Regions from separate parts of the Sus scrofa genome. Here region 2 is linked to region 1. A link is a contact called in public Hi-C data. All regions are on one chromosome and are shown on one strand. The core of a region is the stretch at or near the end of the contact, and the rest is flanking DNA. Distances in the headings are between cores, read along the strand shown.

Region 1 (2,930 bases), core at 117-2,616:
ACAGGATCTCACAACTGAAGAGCCTTGGGGATGGTAGTAGGCAGGACAGAGGGGAGGGTCCCAGGTGTTTCCCTGTAGGGGAGGTAGAGATGGTGAGAACAGAAATGGGGAGTTTTGAAAGTAGGACTGACCACTCTGGAGACTTTTTTTTTGGTCTTTTCTAGGACTGTACCCATGGCAAATGGAAGTCCCCAGGCTAGGGGTTGAATCGGATCTGCAGCTACTGGTCTACACCACAACCATAGCAACACCAGATCCAAATTGCATCTGTAACCTATACTACAGTTTGTGGCAATGCTGGATCCTTAACCCACTGAGCAAGGCCAGGTATTGAACCCGAGTCCTCGTAGATGCTAATTGGGTTCATTACTGCTGAGCCACAATGGGAACTCCCAGCTCTGGGGATTTTTTAAACACAAAGAGCAAAGGCATAAACTCCTCATGAGGACTGAGACGTGGAGCACGTGAGGCTTGGCAGCTCCCTTTCAATCCCTGGTCCTCAGTGTTGGTGTTGAACTGAAGAGGCTGGGCTTCTAAGGGACTTTTCCAACTGTGGGAGCCCAAAGCCACAATGGTGGAGGGGGTAGCTGAGTGGGTAGAAGTCCAGGATTTGCCTCAGCCTATGCTCCCTAGAGCTCCCAACTCTATCTGCTTTATATTGAGGTCTCTTTTAAGATTTTCGATTAGAAAAAATGTCTTCTGCTGCCAAGAAGTTTGAAAATCTCCAAACTAGATGACCCTACAGTTCTAAAAAGCCATTTAAGTTTGTGAACTAAGGCCAGGGGGAGGAGGAACAGTCCAGAACATGGGGTTGAGTGGATTAGAAGGACCATCCAGAGTGGACATTTTAGAACTTATTTTATTCTGAGGGCTGACCCTTTGGGTTGTGGCAGTAGCTCCCAATTTTCATCTCAGAATCAGTGTACTGCCCAAGTCAACTCAGAGTGACCTCCAGGAAAATTCTGGCCGCGTTCCCATCAGTTTCTTATATTACGTGCACTGGGGGAAGACCCTCCCTTCCCAGGACCCGGAAGCCCAGAGAAATCATGGAGGTTCCTACGCTCAAACTTTGGTCATGTCTTGCTGTTTGAAAGTTTTCAACAATAGGGTATGTTTAACCTTCTTTCAGCCTCCTTTCAAGCTGGGAATTTAAGGTGTTTTCTGAATGCTGAGCAAACAAAGCTTGGGCTAACTTGCTGCTTTGATCTCTGAGAATTCATAGGAGCAAGAAGGGAGGAGATGGGCCAGGGGCCCTGGAGGAATTAACTGTGAAAACCTGGCCAGGCTTTGTTGGATAGGGAAGCTGGGGTGGGGTGTCGGGTGTCTGGGGAACAGATGTGAGCCTGATTTGATCTTCTGCAGCTGCAGACAGAGGTTTGCCAGAGGTGACTGCGAGTTCCCACAGCGGCCGTAAGTCCTCTCTGTGTAGCCCACCAGTGAGTGGTCTCTCCTCCCACCGGAGCTGGAGTTAGCACAGGGCTTTTGCAATTTGATTCCAGCGACTATGTAACAGATTGGAGAGAGAAAAGGTTTCTTCTGAGAAGCCAGGGATTTGATGGGTTTTATCTCTGTGTTATTACATTCATTTCTAAACATTCCAGAGAGGTGATGGAGGGACAAAACCAGCCTTCCTCAGTAACCTTTTACTGCTTTGTGATCTCAGTTAAAATGATGGGCAGGGCAAGGTGGGGTTGGGTCAGAAAAGGAGCAACTTCCTCCAGAGCAGCATGTCCCTGAGGTTTTTTTTTGTTTTTGGTGCGGAATGCTTGTCCCAAGAAAAATGTTCCGAAAGGTTCATGATCCAACAGGTTTGGGACATTCTGCATGTTGTGTTTTCCTCTGGATTTTTATAACACACATTTGAACACTAGAGGCTCTGAAATGTCCTTTAGTCAAGAGTAAGTCGTCTTTGACTTTGTTGAACAGAAAACTTCTCAAACTTACTTGACCAGGAAAGCATCACCTTTTTTGTTGGGGCAGGAGCACCACTTAATACCAAGTGGTTCAACCGCCAGGAAAGGCTGGTCTGCAGGTTGGGGAAATAGAGCATTCTGCGTGGTGCCCACAGAGTGGGGGTTCCTGAAGCTTCTCCTTTGGTCCTTGGTGGCATCAACCACCTGGGAGTTCTTCCTAGGGAACCCACTCCTCTGCATTATTCTAGTTAGAGTTGCTCTGCTTTTGATTTCAATTTGGAGAGAAACATCTATTAGCTGAAACATGGTTGAGTCAAATTCCCACAGAGAGGAAAACATTTCAGAACTTTAGAATGAGTCCATTTCTAATCTGCAGCTCCATATTTCTTCCTAGAGAAAGAGCCAGAAGTGGTGAGAATGTGGCATCTCCTGGCCACAGTAAATGAGTCAGGAATGGGCAGTTGATCCATTAACCAATCAAGCCTCAATAAATCTTATCTTGGGACTTTGGGTTGAGCCACTTTTAAGCAAGTACTGTCTTTTCTACGGCACTTGTGAAGGTGGGAGCCTGTTGAGATCCAACCAAGGTGCATGAGGGAGACCCTGATAAAGGAAACAGCCGAGAGATGGAGACAGATTGGATTTTGTTGAGTCATTTGGGGACTTGGATCCAACCAAGCCTGAAGTCTGTGCTATTGGTGATGCCACTCTGAGTGGAGTTTTCTGCTATTTGAAACTTGAAGTGTCTTTACCAATACAGTCCTCATCAGAGAACGTCTCTTGGACTAAACTTTTCAGATGACAAGAATTTTTTCTTTTTTAAAAAAATTCAAAAAATGTTTAAGGTGTACAGCAAAGTGGTTCAGTTATACATATACACATCTATTCTTTTTCAGATTCTTTTCCATTCTAGGTTATTACAAGATATTAAATAGAGTTTCCTGTGCTATACATAGGTCCTTGGTTTTTTATCTACTTTATAGGTGGTAGTGTATATCTCTTAATCCCAAATTTCTA
Region 2 (2,935 bases), core at 265-2,764, 72 kb before region 1:
AGGACGTGATCTGCAGAGTCTTGAGGGAATATTGGGCTTTGCCAAGAGGTCCAGATAATACAAAGCTTCCAATGATTAAGATGCACAGGCTTCCACTACAGAGAAGAATATGGAGGGTCCTAAAAAAAACCGAGTTGTCATAAGATCCAGCAATCTCAATCTTGGGTATATATCCAAAGAAAATACTAATTCAAAAAGATACATTGCACCCAGTGCTTGTTGCAGCACTATTTACAATAGCCAAGACATGGAAGCAACATAAATGTCTATCAACAGAGGCTCAGATAAGGAAGATGCAGTACATATATGCAATGGAATATTACTCAGCCATAAAAAAGAACAAAATAATGCTATTTGCAGCAAGATGGATGGACTTAGAGATTATCATAAGTGAAGTATGCCAGACAAAGAAAACAAATATCCTGTGTTATTGCTTATATGTGGACTCTAAAAAAATGATATAAATGAATTTATTTATAAAACAGACTCACAGACATAGAAATCAAACTTATGTTACCAAAGGGGAAAGGGAGGGATAAATTGGGACTTTGGGACTAACAAACACATTACTATATATAGAATAGATGACCACAAGGACCTGCTGGGTAATATAGGGAATTATACTCAATATTTTATTTTGTAATAACCAATAAGGGAAAAGAATCTGAAAAAGAGCATATATATATATATATATATATATATATATATATATATAGAGAGAGAGAGAGAGAGAGAGAGAGAGAGAGAGAGAGGGAGAGAGAGAGCTGAATCACTTTGTTGTACACCTGAAAATAGAATGACATTATAAATCAACTATACTTCAAAACATTTTTAAAAAGATGCACAGGCTACTGAGAGGGTCTTATAGGGAGTGATTCTAGAGTGGTAGATCACTACTGGCTATAGGGGAAGAGGGCTTAGGGTGGATTTTTTGGACACCCCTCAAATGTCCTGGTAGAAGCTGCCCAGCTGACGCTGGCTTGGGAAATTCAAACTGACAAACTGATGTTTTCCCCACCGAACCTCCTTTGTTAGTGGTGAAAACGGAAAATGAGCATTTGGGAAGGATGACCTTTATGAGAAACTTTGGGGTAATGCCTTAGGGTGAGACTCAAGACAGAGTTAAAAACAGAATTTTGGCCCTTTCTGTCTGGAACCATCACTGTGCATTGAGGACTGGAGAAAATAATGTAATTTGATTGTTCCATTGGGTCATTTCTGGGAATATGAAGACATTTTCCCAAAACTGGAAGTCTGTATGCATTGGGAGAGTATCTTGATGCTGGGTCCTGTGTCCTTCTTGGCCTCCCCCTCCCTGGCCCCCTGCTCCATCAGCAGATGCGAGTTTCCCTTGAAACTTGACTTAATTGGAGGTGACCCCGATTTTTCTGCAGTGAACTCTGTTAGGGTTGAAGATGCATTTGGCTGCTCAAGAACCCCCCCCAGCCTGCCTTTCCTCACTGCATTGCACTTGGCAGATGTCTTTTGCGAAAGGAATGTGAGAATTTCCCTTTTCATCATGTCAGATCATCTGGCTTGGGCCTGGCCCTGCCCCAGGAGCCCAGCGGACACAGCTGGAGCAGGGAGGGGCCCGGCTGGTGGCTGAGCTGGGAGTCGTGGCCTTCTCTTGGCTTGAAGGCCATGGTGGAGCAGGGCTGACCAAGGCCAACGCCTCCCACGGGGTGGGGGACGGTGCCCAGCCTGACACACAAGTGGAAGGAGGTGGGGCACAGGGAGGCCTCTTCCTGCTCCTCTGCTCTAAGCTCTGTGATTATGGCTGTGAACTCTCCCACAGTGTCTGGCTACTTGACTAGGAGACCTCCAAGATAAGTCACTTCTGCGCTGGGGGTCGGGGGGACCAGGTTTTGGGTGGCCCGAAGTTTGTACGATTTTTGGAATCCTCTTTGAAAAGATGAAATTACAAACACAGAATTCAGTACAGGGCCTTAGAAAGGGCCCTTGCGAGGGAGAGGGCCTGAGGTCTGAGTTGCCTCAGTGTTGTGGTGAATCTGCCATTTCCGTATCTGTTCTAACAGGAAGAACATGCAGACATGAAGGCTGGGAGGATATTTTGGATCTGGTTTTGGTTGTCAACTTATGAACCTACCATCACAGGGCCACCTGATGGTCAGGGCAGCCTGGTCAGGTGGGAGAGGGTGGGGCTGAGGCCCGGAGGGCCTGGGTGTGTTGGGACACCCATGGGGGCTAGGATGCGCTCAGAGGAAAGTCTGGGAGACCGTCCAAAGTCAGCAGACAAGGTCAACCAAAATGCTAAGTGCGGAGTTGTAGGACATAATTCAGACAGGCCAGATTTTTGTTTGCTAGATTTTGCACAATAGGTTAGAGGTTGAGGATTATCATTTCAGAGCCTCCTGATCTGGATTTAGGCTGAATTGTCTCTCCTTGTCCTGGTGGCTATGTCATTTCTTTAGCTGCAGATACTGACTTCTAGGAGACTGATTCCTTTTAAAAGCAGACAGGTGCCGAGCCTGAGTCTGTCACTTCTCAGCTTTGAAATTCACACTTCTTCATCTCTAAGACTCATGTTATACTTGTTTCCGAAAAGTTGCGATGATCAAAAACATTGAGACAGGTGAAGGCCTATACTAGAATTCTAAACACAATTCTTTTCAAACCAGAGTAAGTAGACACATTTAGTAAGAATTTGCCACTTACAAGCTTGATCTAATAGACGCAGGTGGAGCCCTGCAAACCGAGACAATGCATACTTCTCAGGCCCACATAAACATTTCTATAAATTGACCACATTCTCAAAGTCTCAAGTCCTAGGTCATGTATCCCACAGATCCATTCCTTGCAACTGCCCTTGTATTCATGGGATAAACCCAGCAACCTCGCTGAATTCACTTATTCATGTACCCTGTCAATACCCACAGTTTTTTTTTTTTTTAATTTTTTCCCACTGTACAGCAAG

What was found. Hi-C and Micro-C count contacts between places; a contact is called where the count stands out from the background.
Region 2: a Hi-C map of skeletal muscle shows a contact between it and region 1, with 5 times the contacts expected there. The contact joins two enhancer-like sites. A contact is called at or near these places in 3 of 47 Hi-C or Micro-C datasets (embryonic fibroblasts, heart right ventricle and skeletal muscle) and 1 of 2 datasets of contacts at active chromatin or transcription factors (skeletal muscle).

The regions. Positions count from the first base shown.
Region 1 is chr7:85,817,972-85,820,901 of Sscrofa11.1, reverse strand. No RefSeq gene overlaps it. Among named protein-coding and RNA genes, the nearest start is that of RGMA, 100 kb to the left of the region's middle. Within about 2 kb of position 1,366, at least 3 of the 83 cell types and tissues checked have an H3K27ac peak or open chromatin away from gene starts, as enhancers often do. A contact at or near this core is called in skeletal muscle, where this site is marked.
Region 2 is chr7:85,890,045-85,892,979 of Sscrofa11.1, reverse strand. No RefSeq gene overlaps it. Among named protein-coding and RNA genes, the nearest start is that of RGMA, 30 kb to the left of the region's middle. Within about 2 kb of position 1,514, at least 19 of the 83 cell types and tissues checked have an H3K27ac peak or open chromatin away from gene starts, as enhancers often do. A contact at or near this core is called in skeletal muscle, where this site is marked.